Regions from separate parts of the Mus musculus genome. Here region 1 is linked to region 2. A link is a contact called in public promoter capture Hi-C data. All regions are on one chromosome and are shown on one strand. The core of a region is the stretch at or near the end of the contact, and the rest is flanking DNA. Distances in the headings are between cores, read along the strand shown.

Evidence for each region. Promoter capture Hi-C pulls out the DNA fragments that hold promoters and counts their contacts.
Region 1: a promoter capture Hi-C map of liver shows a contact between it and region 2, with 7 times the contacts expected there. The contact joins the promoter of Mrap here to the promoter of Bach1 in region 2. A contact is called at or near these places in 2 of 39 promoter capture datasets (liver and pre-B cells).

What each region holds. Positions count from the first base shown.
Region 1 is chr16:90,732,023-90,739,510 of GRCm38.p6, forward strand. It overlaps Mrap (melanocortin 2 receptor accessory protein), which reads left to right and starts at 6,185. Exons shown (of 3, transcript NM_029844.4): 1 at 6,185-6,647. The coding sequence starts at 6,542.
Region 2 is chr16:87,697,259-87,703,815 of GRCm38.p6, forward strand. Bach1 (BTB and CNC homology 1, basic leucine zipper transcription factor 1) reads left to right here and starts at 1,696. Exons shown (of 5, transcript NM_007520.2): 1 at 1,696-1,798.

The DNA.
Region 1 (7,488 bases), core at 4,935-7,434, 3.0 Mb after region 2:
CACTTTATAGACCAGGCTGGCCTCGAACTCTCGAACTCAGAAATCCACTTGCCTCTGCCCCTCCCGAGTGCTGGGATTAAAGGCGTTGCTACCACGCCCAGCTTGCCCAGGGCCTGCCTGCCTGCCTTTCTTTCTTTCTTTCTTTTTTCTTTCTTTCTTTCTTTCTTTCTTTCTTTCTTTCTTTCTTTCTTTCTTTCTTTCTTTCTTTCTTTCTCTTTCTTTCTTTCTTTCTTTCTTTCTTTCTTCCTTTCTCTCCTTCTTCCTTCCTTCCTTTCTTTCTTTAAGATTTATTTATTTATTCATTTATTTTATAAATGTGAGTACCCTGCTGCTGTCTTCAGACACACCAGAAGAGGGCATCAGATCCCATTACAGATGGTTGTGAGCCACCATGTGGTTGCTGGGAATTGAACTCAGGACCTCTAAAAGAGCAAGCAGCCAGTGCTCTTAACCACTGAGCCATCTCTCCAGCCCCGGAGATTTCTATCTAACTATCCCTAAGCTTAGGCCTGGAAGCTGCTAGCCTCCGTACAATCAAGTCATCTGCAAACATGGACCTTGAAGGCTTCAGCTTCCAGACTCCATCTGCTAACCTGGACCTAGAATGTTTCATCCTCTGAGACTCACTGCCAAATAATCTCACTCTTTCTAGTACTTTCTGAACTCTGGCTGGCTGACTCAAATTTCTCTCCTGCCCGATTCAAATTGGCTTCTCTCAGCTTCTGACTAAATTGCTCTGCTTGGGAAAACTGCCTCTGAACTCCATGAACCGAGCTGTTTTGAACACAACCTCTCAGCTCGGAGTTGAACTGAGCTCATCTGCACGGAACTGAATTGCACTGAACTGAACTGCTCCAAACTGAACTGAATTCAGTTCTCTCTCTCTCTCTCTCTCTCTCTCTCTCTCTCTCTCTCTCTCTCTCTCTCTCTCTCTCTCACTGATGAGCCCAGGGCATTTTTTTTTTTCGAGACAGGGTTTCTCTGTATAGCCCCGGCTGTCCTGGATCTCACTTTGTAGACCAGGCTGGCCTCGAACTCAGAAATCCGCCTGCCTCTGCCTCCCGAGTGCTGGGATTAAAGGCGTGTGCCACCATGCCCGGCTCCCTCACTGCTTTTTAAGTAGCCTCTCTTTCCTGTCGGTTCTGTGAGAGTTGGGTGTGTTCTATTTCTAACTCATCCTATCAAATCTTTCTCTGATTCAACATTTCGTCTGTCCCTCAGTTAGAAGTCATTGTTTAGGATTAAAGGCGTGCACTAAAGGCCTGTCTATATTCCAGCCAGTGGGATCAAAGGTGTATACTAAGGACATGTCTGTATTCCAGCTGGATCATATCTTTGGATATGACCCCTTACCAGAGCATCCATGTTGCTGGATTAAAATCCTGTACAAGAATTACTGGGGCCATGAATTTGACAAGAGCACCACAGAGGTGATGTATCCCTCAGTGCACATATTATGTGACAGATGATGCCATCATTGCTTGTCTGTGATGTGAGGTGTGATACTTGGAGTTTTCTTGTGATTGTTTTACTCTGTGTAAACAGTATTCAAGTTAGTAATTAACAATTTGGAGATTCTTGTTAAACTAGACAAATGTTGTTTCTGTTCAAACTTTCACCTACTAGTTTGACATCCATCCATTTTTACATGCCCACCAAAGTCTTGCCATCTAATAGTTGCGATGAATCATAGGAGTGGTGGATTTTCTATTTCTCCCCATCCTATAGTTGTGTGAGGAAGAGCTACATTTGGCTAACACATTTATTTAGCCAACAATCACTAGTGGACTCACCTGTAGCCACTTTTTCTGTGGCATGCCCTTTACTGCTTGCTACCAGTATGGATTTTTATACATTTTCACATTCTAAAGTTTTATGTTACATATTTATTTTTAGTTATTTAATAATGGTTGCTTTTGAGGGCCTTGTCTGCTAATTCTAGTCTCTGGATCATTCGTTTCAGAATTGGCTTTCTTTGACTTCATTTTCTCCAGATGGCATGCCGTTCTCTTTTGAAGTCTTTTTGTAGGTAGAGTGGTCCTCTTGTTGTATGTGGTGCTTAGCTTTAAGCTCCAGCTTGCCACGAGCTCATGTCAAGCCTAGTTACTGAGGGCTCCCTGAGGTCAGGGTGTGGGCAAGCCTGTGGGGCATTGTTTTGGTTGCCTTACCTAAGGGGAGGTAGAAGACCCACCCTGAACATAGCCTAGACCATTTCATGGGCTGGGTGGGCCCTGAGCAACATAAGAGTAAAGCAGGCAGGCGGCACAGGTGGGATGCCCCCTGAGCAGAAGCAGGCAGGTGGCATGGGTGGGTTTGACTCCACTCTTAAGCATGATGTGACTTAGGGGCTCTGGGTCCTTCTGCCTTGGCTTACCCCCAGTGATAAATGGAAGCAAACTAGATAAACCCTTTCTCCCCTAAGTTGATTTAGTCAGTGTGGTGATTTGACTAGAAATGCCCCATAGATCCATGTGTTTGATTGCTTGGCCATAGGCAGTGGTACTATTCAGAGATGTGGTGCTATTTTTTTGTCATAGTGGAGGCGCGGCTTTGAGATGTGCCAGTGACACACACAGTCTACTCCTGCTGACTGCAGATCAAGATGTAGAACTCTCAGCTCCTTCCCTAGCACCATGTCTACCTGCACTCTGCCCTGTTTCATGCCATGATGATAATGGACTGAACCTCTGAAACTGTGAGCCAGCCCCAACTGAATATTGTCCTTTATAAGAGTTGCCTTGGTCATGGTGTCTCTTCACAGCAATAAAATCCCAACTAAGACAGTCAGGGTGCTCATCACAGCAACAGAAATTAAAGAGGGACATTGCAATGTAGGTGGTGTGTGGAGACAGAGGCTACCATTGTCCTTCAACTGTTGATCTTTGCCTCTTGTGAACTTTCCTTCTGATTCTCTTTCCCAGTGAAGGATCTGACCAATTTTACTTTTTAAACTGTGGAATGAAGGACTGAACATGTCAAAGTGGAGGGACAGAAAGAACTGAAACCATAAAGGGCAGAAACATGGCATTTCACCAGTTACCCCGTGCTGTACAAGACAGCACCCCAAAGTTCGTGACTTACAACAGCAGCCGTCTGGCCTGGGGAGGCGCCCCCCACTGTTAACGGATTTGCCTTGAGAACATGAGGACCCCAGAACCCATGTCAGAAAGTAACCAGAGGTGACAGACGGTTCATGCTGTTATCTCTGCCCTGGAGGTGGATACAGGCACCCTTGGGGCTCACAGGCCAGTCAGCCTAGCTCACTGGTTGAGCTCCATCCAGGTCAGTGAGAGAGAACCTCAGAAAACAAGGTGCATGGCCCTCAAGGAATGACACAAAAGTGATACTCAAGATTGTCCTCTGGCCTACACGGAGAGAGGGAGAGAAAGGGGGCATGGAGAGTGAGCGAGCGAGAGAGAGAGAGAGAGAGAGAGGGAGAGAGAGAGAGAAAGAGAGAGGAGGCACATCAACACACACACACAGAGAGAGAGAGAGAGAGAGGAGGCACATCAACACACACACCAACTTTCACTTAGCACAAATTCTCACAACTCTATGGACTGCCCATGTGAAGCAGGCTGGGAGGGGGGGAGTTGACCTCCGGGTTTAGACTGCTTCCTTCCTCACCGATCTACAGCCATCTGCATACCATGGAGGTGGCAGTGCTGTGGGGGTTCACCTCACTCTCACTGTCCAGTTTGCCCCTGGCTCCCAGGAGGCCAGCCCCTGCTGTCAGTGCTGCTGGAGAATGTGAGTCAAACTCCTGAGACCTTGGCCTGGAACTTACACAACGTCTTTGTGGGATTTGTTTGTTGTTTTCTCAATGCTGAGAACTGAACCAACCCAAGGCCTTGTAGAAGCTCTGCGAGTACTCTGCCACTGAGTCACATCCTGGGTCAATAGGACCTCTACTCAAAGCCAAAGCAAGTCACAAGGACAGCTCCTATCCAAGGGCCCCCTGTTGAAAAAAATCTAAATGCTTACCACTGTGGGAAAACGAATTACACGGTGTCCCTACAACACTAGGTAGGAACAGAACGGAGTGATCCCTTTGTATGTGCTGGCAGGGGGAGCTGGAAATCAAAGGTGTGCTGGGCTGTGTTATGTGATCAAATACATAGGTCTCAGATGGAGTTCCTGAGTCACCAACTTCATTCATCCATACCTGGGCTTATGCTAATGAGGTGATAGGTAGAGACTTGGGAGCTGTCAGAGGACCCAGTCATAGCTATTAGAGAACTGGAACTCAGCCTGGCAGTGGTGGATTTCTTGAAGTTCGAGGTCAGCCCGGTCTACAGAGTGAGTTCCAGGGCTATACAGAGAAACCCTGTCTTGAAAAACCAAAAAGGGGGAGGGGGCAAGAGAGAGAGAGAGTTGAGAGAGAGAATGAGAACTGGAACTCTTAGCCTATACCATACTTTAGTCTCTGGGGAGAGCCTTAAGGATAGATCTCACCTGGAGATTGAGACCAGTCATAGGACCTCTGTGCGCACTAGAACCCTGAGATCCTCTACAAGGAGTTTGGGGTAGCCCCCCATTGCAGGAGGGGAGGGGCTGTTGGGGGAGGAGGGGATGGACCTGGAGAAGGCCAGGAAGCTCCCTACCTCCACCTAACACCTCAAAATGAAGGGAAGCGTCCTTAGTGTAAACACCTTTGCTTCCTTGGCTTTTAGTCACAGCTGTAGCTTCTAGCCACAGCTTTGGTGGTCGCAGGGCTAAGCCACACTCTCCATGGCTTTGTTCCAGGTAACCCCTTTGACGTGTGCTAACAGTTGCCTGCGTTGTTCAGAATCTGGAGGCTGCTCTGGTCTGCCTTCAGTGAACGCTGACACACTGACCTCCCACTCCCCCCACCCCCTGCTTGTTCCTGTGCATGAGGTCAGAGAGCTGCAGATTACCAGTAAAGCATACTAACGCCACTGTGTTCTGTGAAGAGCCACAAAACTTGATGACACATACTCAGGCCACCCATAACTCTTATCCCTTCCCTCCAATCGTCTTTTATGAAAGTCTCAGAGCAGCCTGTCTCTCTGCGGTTTTAAGTGTCCCTGCCCCCTCTCCTCAGGGTCACAGAGTTGAGGCCTCTGTGCCTTTACCCTTTGCCTCACACAGACTCTGCTGTACAAAGCACTTCCAAAGGTTGGCATGCTCTGTGTTGTGCAAATCGGGCCTGGCTTGGTAGCAACAGCTTCCGTCTGACTATATGCGAGTTGTGTCCATTTAGGCTACACTAGGAATCCAGTAAGGGATTGCTCTCCCGAGTCCTGAAACTATTTCAGCACATGACTGAACCTGAGGGGAGGGGCTTGTGGGACCCTCCGCGTCCAGCCAGTACGTCAGAACTGAGGTGACAACGTAGGGTTTAGGATTAACAGCTGCCATGGGGAGAGACGTGTGATTCTGTGCGACTGCGCCCAGAACCCTAGGGCATCTGTCAACTTTGAGCAGTTTATGTCAGAAGTGAGCTCAGTTATAAGACAGTGTCTGGCCGGGCGTGGTGGCGCACGCCTTTAATCCCAGCACTCGGGAGGCAGAGGCAGGCGGATTTCTGAGTTCGAGGCCAGCCTGGTCTACAGAGTGAGTCCCAGGACTCACCAGGCAATACAGAGAAACCCTGTCTCGAAAAAACCAAAAATAAAAAATAAAAAAAAAAAAATAAGACAGTGTCTGCAGACAACAGGAACTTGCCTGGTCAACTGTTAAAAGGACCCGGGATCAGTGACGAGATAGTGCCTAACTCCAAAGGCACTATCTATCCCACGGTGCCTCGCGGATTAGCTGCTCCTACCAATAGTCTTCATAGTCTGGGTGCAGCACATAGGTCTTGTGTGAAAGACTGAACGTCAGGAGCAATAACCTAGGAGCAGGCCCCTCAGAAGCCTGGATTCCTCCTTACCCTCGGTGTCAGCTAAGAGCTGGGTCGACCCTTGTGCTCAGTCCTGTGGGCTGCTGACCAGATATACCGCGGGTTCCTGGAAGCTTGGGTAAAAGCTGGGGACACATTCAGCTAAGAGGTGCGATTGGGGGTTCTAGTTAACATGCACATCGCAGAGTACATACGGGGCCTGCCTTCGGAATCCAAGCCAGAGGTCTACTGGTTGCTTAATAGCACGGAGAACTGCCTCAGAGTAAGTCAAGGACGCTGGCAGGCTTCCCTTGCGATTGCATTAACTATTCATTTATCAGAGGCAAGAGAGGACGGTCATGTCCAGCACTGCTAGGCACTTTCTGCCGTCATCTGAGTTCTTGCCCAGTTCCTCATCCTTCCACGGAGAGGCAAGCTAGAGCCGAATGGGAAGCCGCGTCTCTAGTAGCCTTTGGAGGTTTGTCCAGGAGAGACAGGAACCAGAAGCCCTACAGGGGAACGGCCCCCTGACCTTCCAGCCATGCAGCTCTGATAAGTAGGCAGGCCCCATGCCGGGAGAGCCACAGACAAGCCGGGTGATTCTGATAGAAATTAGTTAAGCAATCTTGTCTCTGGGGCTCACGGCCCAGCTGTGGGTGCGAGCCTCTGACAGACACTGTCGTCAAAGCCACAGTCATGGCCAACGGGACCGACGCCTCTGTCCCGCTCACCAGCTATGAGTATTACCTGGACTACATAGACCTCATTCCTGTGGACGAGAAGAAGCTGAAAGCCAACAAGCGTAAGTCGGAACACAGGAAGGTGACCAGGCAGAGGCTGGGGCTGGGGCTGAGCCGGGGGTGAGGCCCTCTTGGCTTTGCCCGTCCCTTACTAACTCTGGCAGACATGCTCAGCAGGGTTAACATGGCTGGTGCTCACACAGACATAAGCGAATCAGGCATGGGACTCAAACTGTATCTGTAACTTTCAGTAGTAAACTTTCTCTGAGTTAACTTGCCATAAAATCAAGCAAAATGTTTCTTTTAAAAATTCACATCTATTTATTTAGGGGGTGGGGGTACAGCTGTGAAGGTCAGAAGACAGCGTGGGGACTTGTTCTATTTCCTCCAGCACATGAGCCCCTGGTATGGAAACTGCCCGGCTTGGGAGCCTTTCATCCGCGGAGCTCTCTCGCTAACTCAGAGTGACCTTTTAAGATGAATGCATTTGTTCACCTCTCTGTCTCTGTCTCTGTCTCTGTCTCTGTCTCTGTCTCTGTCTCTGTCTCTGTCTCTGTCTCTGTCTCGTCTCTGTCTCTGTCTCTGTCTCTCTGTCTCTCTGTCTCTCTGTCTCTCTCTCATACACCTTATTTTTATATTTATTTTATTTCTGTTTCTATTTATTTTATATTTATTAGTGTATATTAATTGAATAAAATAATGGGTTTCATTATAACATTTCCTAATGCAGATAATGTAGATAGTGTGGTTTTCTTTGTCTTTGTTTCTTTGAGAAGGGGGATCTTATTACATAGCTTTGGCTCTGCTGGTACTCACTACATAGCACAGGCTTTGCTCAAACTCACAGCAATCCTCTTGCCTCGGTAACCCAGGTGCTGGGGCCATAGGTGTGCATGACCATGG
Region 2 (6,557 bases), core at 446-2,945:
AGGAGAGTGAGTGTGACAGACACCCCAGGACCCTCGAATGTCTGTCAGAACCACCATCAACTCGCACAGTCTATCCCTAAGTGTCTCCCCTCATTTCTCACTGAATACCTACATAATGATCTCAGGATCCTGAACATGCCGCCTGCCTCCACGCCTGGATCCCCTCACAGCCTGGTAGACCACACTCCTCTCAGCCATGCCCTGGTTTTAGCTCTGTTGCTGTCCCTGCCTCACAAAGGCACCAGGTCACCACTTACATGGCCACCCCACAGCACTTAGGCCATATTCTCACCTACTTTAGAGGTAACTGAATGTCCTTAAGTCACAAGAGCTTACGCACTGTACAGATGCAGTCATGTCAATGTTATCACTATTTGGAGACAACCCTCTCCTGGAGCCCTTGCACTGTCTGTGTGTGTTTAAGGAGCACATACATTTTGGGGCTTCCCATTTTTCTACATCTTTCCTCTGGAACTCAAAGCCAGCAACATTATTTCTTCCTACAAGTCCTCCCAGGGCTACTGGCCTCAGGGGTGGTAATTCCTTCCTCATTTTTAATCAGGTTGGCCAGCCCAGTCCTCTCTTTCTCCAGACTGATAAGCCCTGCCACGAGTGCATGCAGCTTTGCGTAAAGACACTGCCTTGAACAACAGCGAACATAATAAAAAATAGAAACGAACAATTGGATTAACACCCCAATAAGTAGCAGAGGATGAAAGCATGACCAGGACTTGAGGGAAGACGTCTGACATGACCAGACACGGATGCGTCCATGTTTCCTGGTAGTGCAGCGTAGAGGGACAACAGGAGGCTGCCAGACAGTACAATATTCCGGATATGAAGCCCAGTACAGCGTGCTTGCCCATTGGTGAATGCAGTCCGTCGTGGCTAGGCAGATAAGAGTGCAGCTTATATTCAGGCAAGTATGAAGGGCGCAAGAATAACTCTCAAAGCAGTATTGGCTGAGCACAAGGAGTAAAGGGATTTGATCGGGGAAGCATGCATATTAATGGGTTATAATGAGCAAAGCACACTCCAGGTTACCTGCCTTGCGGTTTTCGAGGAAGGGCCTCAAGGACACAAACAACTAGAAGGGAAGCTAGTGATCATTCAGAGGGGCAGCAGCCTCCCCCTCTCAGAATCTGCTCCTAAAAGTCCTGCGGAGCTTCAGACAGATGTTGACATACACCCTTTTCAGCAAGTTCAAACACCTGGTTTTTGTGCTCCTACAGGAAAGCAGCCCAGGAGCTTGGCCGAACTGAGCTTCCGAGGTTTGGGGGCGTGGGGCAGAAGACCTTATCTAATCTGTGTGTGGGGGGGGGGGAGGGGGGAGAGGGGCTGTGTGAACAAAAACCCTGGGGGCGTGGAGGCGTCAGCCTTTTTTTTTCCCTGCCTTCAGCAGGTGAGGAAGAGGTGGTCTTCCGTGACGTGTAACCTTGCCACCAAAGGCAGAGATAGGGCGACGCGGTTGGAGGCCTGGCGCTCAGCAATACAATCCACAACGTTACACGGAGCTCGCAGGAGGCGAAATAGAGAGGCTCTTACTAGCGGAGGGCGTGGCCTGGAACGGGGCGTGGCTCCAGGCAGGGCGTGGCCTGGAGCTCGGCAGGGCTTCAGCTACGGGGCGGGGCCCGGGGGCGGAACCGGGGGCGGGGCTTTAGCGCCCCGAGGCGCTGGCGGTGGTGGCGGAGAGGAACGGAGCGCAGGGGAGGAGACGGGCGGCTGTCCGCGCAGAGGGAGTGAGTCACCTGACCGCCGCTTGCCGCCTGCAGTCGGGCCGCGCCGCGTCTCGGCTCCGGTAAGTGGCTCGGGCGGTGCGCGGTGCCGTCCTTCCGTCCTTTCCGGGGGTCACCGGGGCTGGTGGCGGGCGGCCGCGCGGGCCTAGAAGGGGCGGCGGGCTGCGCGCTGTTTACGCGCTGCGCGGACTCTCTGGGCCGGCCGTGCCGGCGCCGCCCTGCACCGCGCTCCGCCGCGGGCCGCGTCCCGCTCCGCCTGCTGCGGGGGCAAGGCCGAGCGGGCCGGGGTTCCGGGACTACCGGGCGCTCCGCGCTTCCCTTTGTTGTTGCTTGGCGCACGTTTGTAATGTGGACTCGCACAGCATAGGCAGAGTGGGTCTCGATGTTAACGACACCAGCTTTTGTGTTCGTGTCCGGTAGGGCCAGGGCCAGCGCGTTTTCGATCTTCTCCGGGACTTTGGTGTCATTTAGTGGAATTGCGCCGATGGCTTTTATGTAGTGAGCTCTCTATGTTCAGCGTGCGCTGAGTCAAGGCAGACGTAGTAGTAATTCTGAAAGAACGCGTGTGGGAAAATCCTGCTCCCCAGACAGGCTTGGAAGAACAAAGACTTTTTTTTTTTTTTTCAGGATGCTGTTCTTTTTCCTTTTGGAGAATTGTAGAGTTGTGACTGCTAGCCTTGGAGGACGATGCCCCTGCTGGGTCTTTGTTTAGGCATTGAGCACTCCTCTCAGCTCACTGGGTTTGCAGGAAAGGCAGTTCAGAAAGATTAAAGGATGACCACTGTAGATTTTTGTTCGTGGCCGAGCTTTTGAGCTCTACAAATATTCAGAGAAATGGGAAGAGGTATGGGTTGGCCTATTCTTCCTGCTCTTGTGGTAGTGGTGCAAGCTCTGGGCTGGGCTTGAAGGCGCTTGCCACTTCTGGCTTTGGACATCGTAAGGGAGTCTAGAGGAAAAAAGGCTCCTGGTGAGTCATCTTGGAGTTGGGTAGCTTTGGAGGAGTGATCGCCTCTTGTTGTTTAACCGTCGGATCTGTCAAGTGGCTTCCCTTTGTTCGCTACGTTGGTTGGATAACAAGGTAGGGTGACTCTTTAAAAGAGTTTGTGTTGCTGAGTCATTCACCCCAGACTGAGAGGTAATTAGGAACAGCTGGTGCAGATACGCGCATCACATGCCTCCACTATAAAAGGCTGAGCTGCACACACGAGGGGTGGCTTCAGGAGGCCGGAGGGGGTCCAGCTGCGGGCTGTGTGTTTTGATCCAGGTAATCAGTGGCTGACGTGGTAGAGCGTGCTTAAGACGTGGCCAAGGAACACCGAGGTGGTGTTTAAACAGCAGCCTCGTGGCCTACTGCGGGAGACTCAATTTGTGCTGGAGGAAGCTGGATCTTTGAGATTTCAGATAGAAGTAAGGCAGTCAGCAGTATTATATCATTTCTTTCCCTTGCTGTCCTCGCTTTGCCTTTAGTATTTTGATGCAGAGTGGTGTATACATGCTTAAGTTATTCTTTATAATTTTTTTTTAAAATGAGGCCACAAAGGGGATTTCCTTTTAGGGCTTTTAGGTTTTCCTGCATAACTAGTTTCTGGGGTCAGGTGGTAAAGAATAGATAAGAGTCAGCGGGTCTTCTTGGGTCAAGGCTAAGAAGAGGGGTCTATGGATGTGTCTGTCTCTCTTGATTTTATGGATCTTGTGTAATTTCTTTTTGAAAAAAGAAAACACACACACACACACACACACACACAAACACACACACACACACCAGTCCTCGGTGCACTGTTTGGGAAAGGGAAAGTGTATGAAGAGAACTGGCTTCTTCTTCCCTTTGACTAAAAGAACGATGATTTTTAAAAACATGTATTTATTTTATTGTTTTGTGTTTGTATTTGTGCAGAGATCAGAGGACAGTTTGCATTTGTGGTTCTCTCCGTTAATCCTGTGGGTTCTGGGGCCTGGACCTCAGGCCGTCAAGCTTGGTGGCGAGTGCCTTTACCCTCTCAAGGGTTGCATGGGCCGCAAGAACGATACCAAATTATTATTGATGGTCATTCCTTTCAAACCTCTGTAGCAGGGGAGCGGTTGGTGTGCTGTTTTAGATTTAGGGTTATCAGTGTTGTCTCTTTCAGATGTTAGGAGATTTCAGGTAGATTACAGGATGCTTGATCTAACATGAAAATATCCACATCAGGAAGTTAAACGAGGAGGGTGACATCAATATTTGCATACTAGATAATGTGGTTATGCACACTTTATCCTTTTTTCTGTTGAGGAATATAAAATTTACTTTCCACTGCTATTGCCATCATTCCAAGTCTGCAACAGATTTCTGTGTGTGTTTAATTTCTGATCTTTTCCGAGAGCTGTAGTAATTTCAAAATATTCTTAGTATTTGACTTTCACTTCATATGTAGTTTTTATATTGTAAAGAATAAAAGATGGGAATTTCTTACTACATTCTTAAAGTGAGTGATAGAAATAAAAAAATTACATAGTTCTATTTTGATAACATTTTATTGGATTTGTAGGCAAGCCCCAAAGGTGGTTGGTTGAATGTGTGTAGTGATTAGAAGGTTTGATAATTTATACATTTGGAATGTAATATTCATAACAAAATCTTTTAAAATTTAAGGTAAAATTCTCTTACCCTTTGGAAGTTTGTGGGTCCCCCCTTTTTTTGTTTTTGTTTTGTTTTGTTTTTTTTTTTTTTTTTTTTTTTTTTTTTGAGACAGGGTTTCTCTGTATAGCCCTGGCTGTCCTGGAACTCACTTTGTAGACCAGGCTGGCCTCGAACTCAGAAATCCGCCTGCCTCTGCCTCCTGAGTGCTGGGATTAAAGGCGTGCGCCACCACGCCCGGCTAAGGGTTCCCCCTTTTTATATCCTTGTGATTATTGTTAAAACTGCATTTAAATAATCCTTGGGAAGTGGAATTCCTCAGTCAACCTCTTCTCTCTGTCTGTCTCTCTGTCTCTGTCTGTCTGTCTCTCTCTCTGTGTAGGTTTGAGGACACCCTGTGGGAATAGGTTCTCTCCCTCTACCACACATGGTTCTGGGCACTAAACTTTAGCCTTAGGTCGGGCAGCAGGCACCCTTACCTACTGAACCATTTCACTGACCCAGAAGGCACGGCTACTATTTGGTTCCACATCAGGGCCTGTCCTTTTGTAGCTCTGTACTGTGGTGGTGACTCTCATAAGAACAGCTGCAAAACTTGTTGAGATGACCAAGTGTCATTAGACTCTTCACAGGGAAGCTTGCTTTTGATGGCTGAGGGTTTTAACAGTCCCCTCCCTTCATTTTTCTAACTTTCTATTCGTGGGATAATTGTTTGAACCCTGAACCCCGAGTCTCTTCAGCCTGCAACATGAAGGGGATTACTTTAGGTGGTGGGATGGATTAAGACACATGGTGAAGCCGGGCGTGGTGGCGCACGCCTTTAATCCCAGCACTCAGGAGGCACCAGGCGGATTTCTGAGTTCGAGGCCAGCCTGGTCTACAAAGTGAGTTCCAGGACAGCCAGGACTATACAGAGAAACCCTGTCTCGAAAAACCAAAAAAAAAAAAAAAAGCTCTCAAAAAAAACAAAGAAAAAAAAAACTAAAAAAAAAAAAAAAGACACATGGGGAATTTAAGTGCTGTTTGCTAAAAGCTAGACAATTTGCAGAGAGAAACATTTCAAAACTGCAGGTAAAATACCGGTTTCCATCACTGCCAATCCACGGCTCCTGGCTTAGTAGTAGTACATGGCAGCGGCATCTAAAGTTGGGCTCTCTGGGGAGCCATATGCTTTGAGTGGGAGATATAGAACTGAATTGCTAAAGATCATGTTCTGGCAAAGTCATCATCTTCAGGCCTTGGGGTCAGCTCGTAACTTGTGTCTTGCTGTTTCGGATAGGGTTGATGGTGATGGCGATGGTGATGGTGGTGGTCTCTGTCATAGATTGCTGTGAGGATGAAGTGTGTGTTACTGTGAACCAAGTGGTCAGGACATAAATTGTTAGGTGTTATTTTCTGGTGTCCAGAGAGAAGAAGCAGGTTGGATGCTTGCTTCGGTCCTCCTGGGAGTTGAGCTAGCAGGTGAGCTGGAGGCTTGCCTTAGGGCAGGTGTTGCCACTAGAAATACAACTCAAGTGGACGCTGATGCTAAGTTGGTAGCAAGGTTTCAGGTTGGTGCTTATGGGTTCTCAGCCTTGGCAGAGCTATGGAACACCCCATTCTGCTGTTAGTTGTAACTGGTTTTTGAAGATGTAAAAAGTACTTTATTTCTGTCTGGATTCTGCTCGAATCCTAGGTGAGGATTCTCCCATCAGATTTAGCAGTCACTGCATCTGGCCACAACCTCCTCGCTGATTAGTGCTAGAGTGGACTGGCCTCTCAGTTCTACTTCCAGTTTATTTATGGGAGGCATGGATAGTACACATTTGCCCTCCAGCCGCATCCTGTACGCCCAGTGTGTCCTTTAGATCACAAGCCTGTGGAGGAGCTACCTATGACAGGGGCCCAAAGACAGGGGTGCATTTAGCTGCAGCTGTACCTGTGATGGTTCGTAATGCACAGCAAACACTAGGCTTCTCTCAGTTCAACCCCTGTGAGTGAGTTCCTGCTAGCGAGATTTGAATCCCCCCCCCCCCCCCCCCCCCCACGACATGCTCAATGTGCCCTGGCTGTTTGCTTACTAACCTGTCTACTGATTGCACAGCGATCCAGCATGGGCTAATTCTTAGTTCTGGTGCTCTGGGCTTTGAAAGTTGGCTGATTTTAGCTGTTTAGTGGAGACAGTGTTCTGTGTCCTTCTTGACTGGATACTGAGTTGACACCCTTAG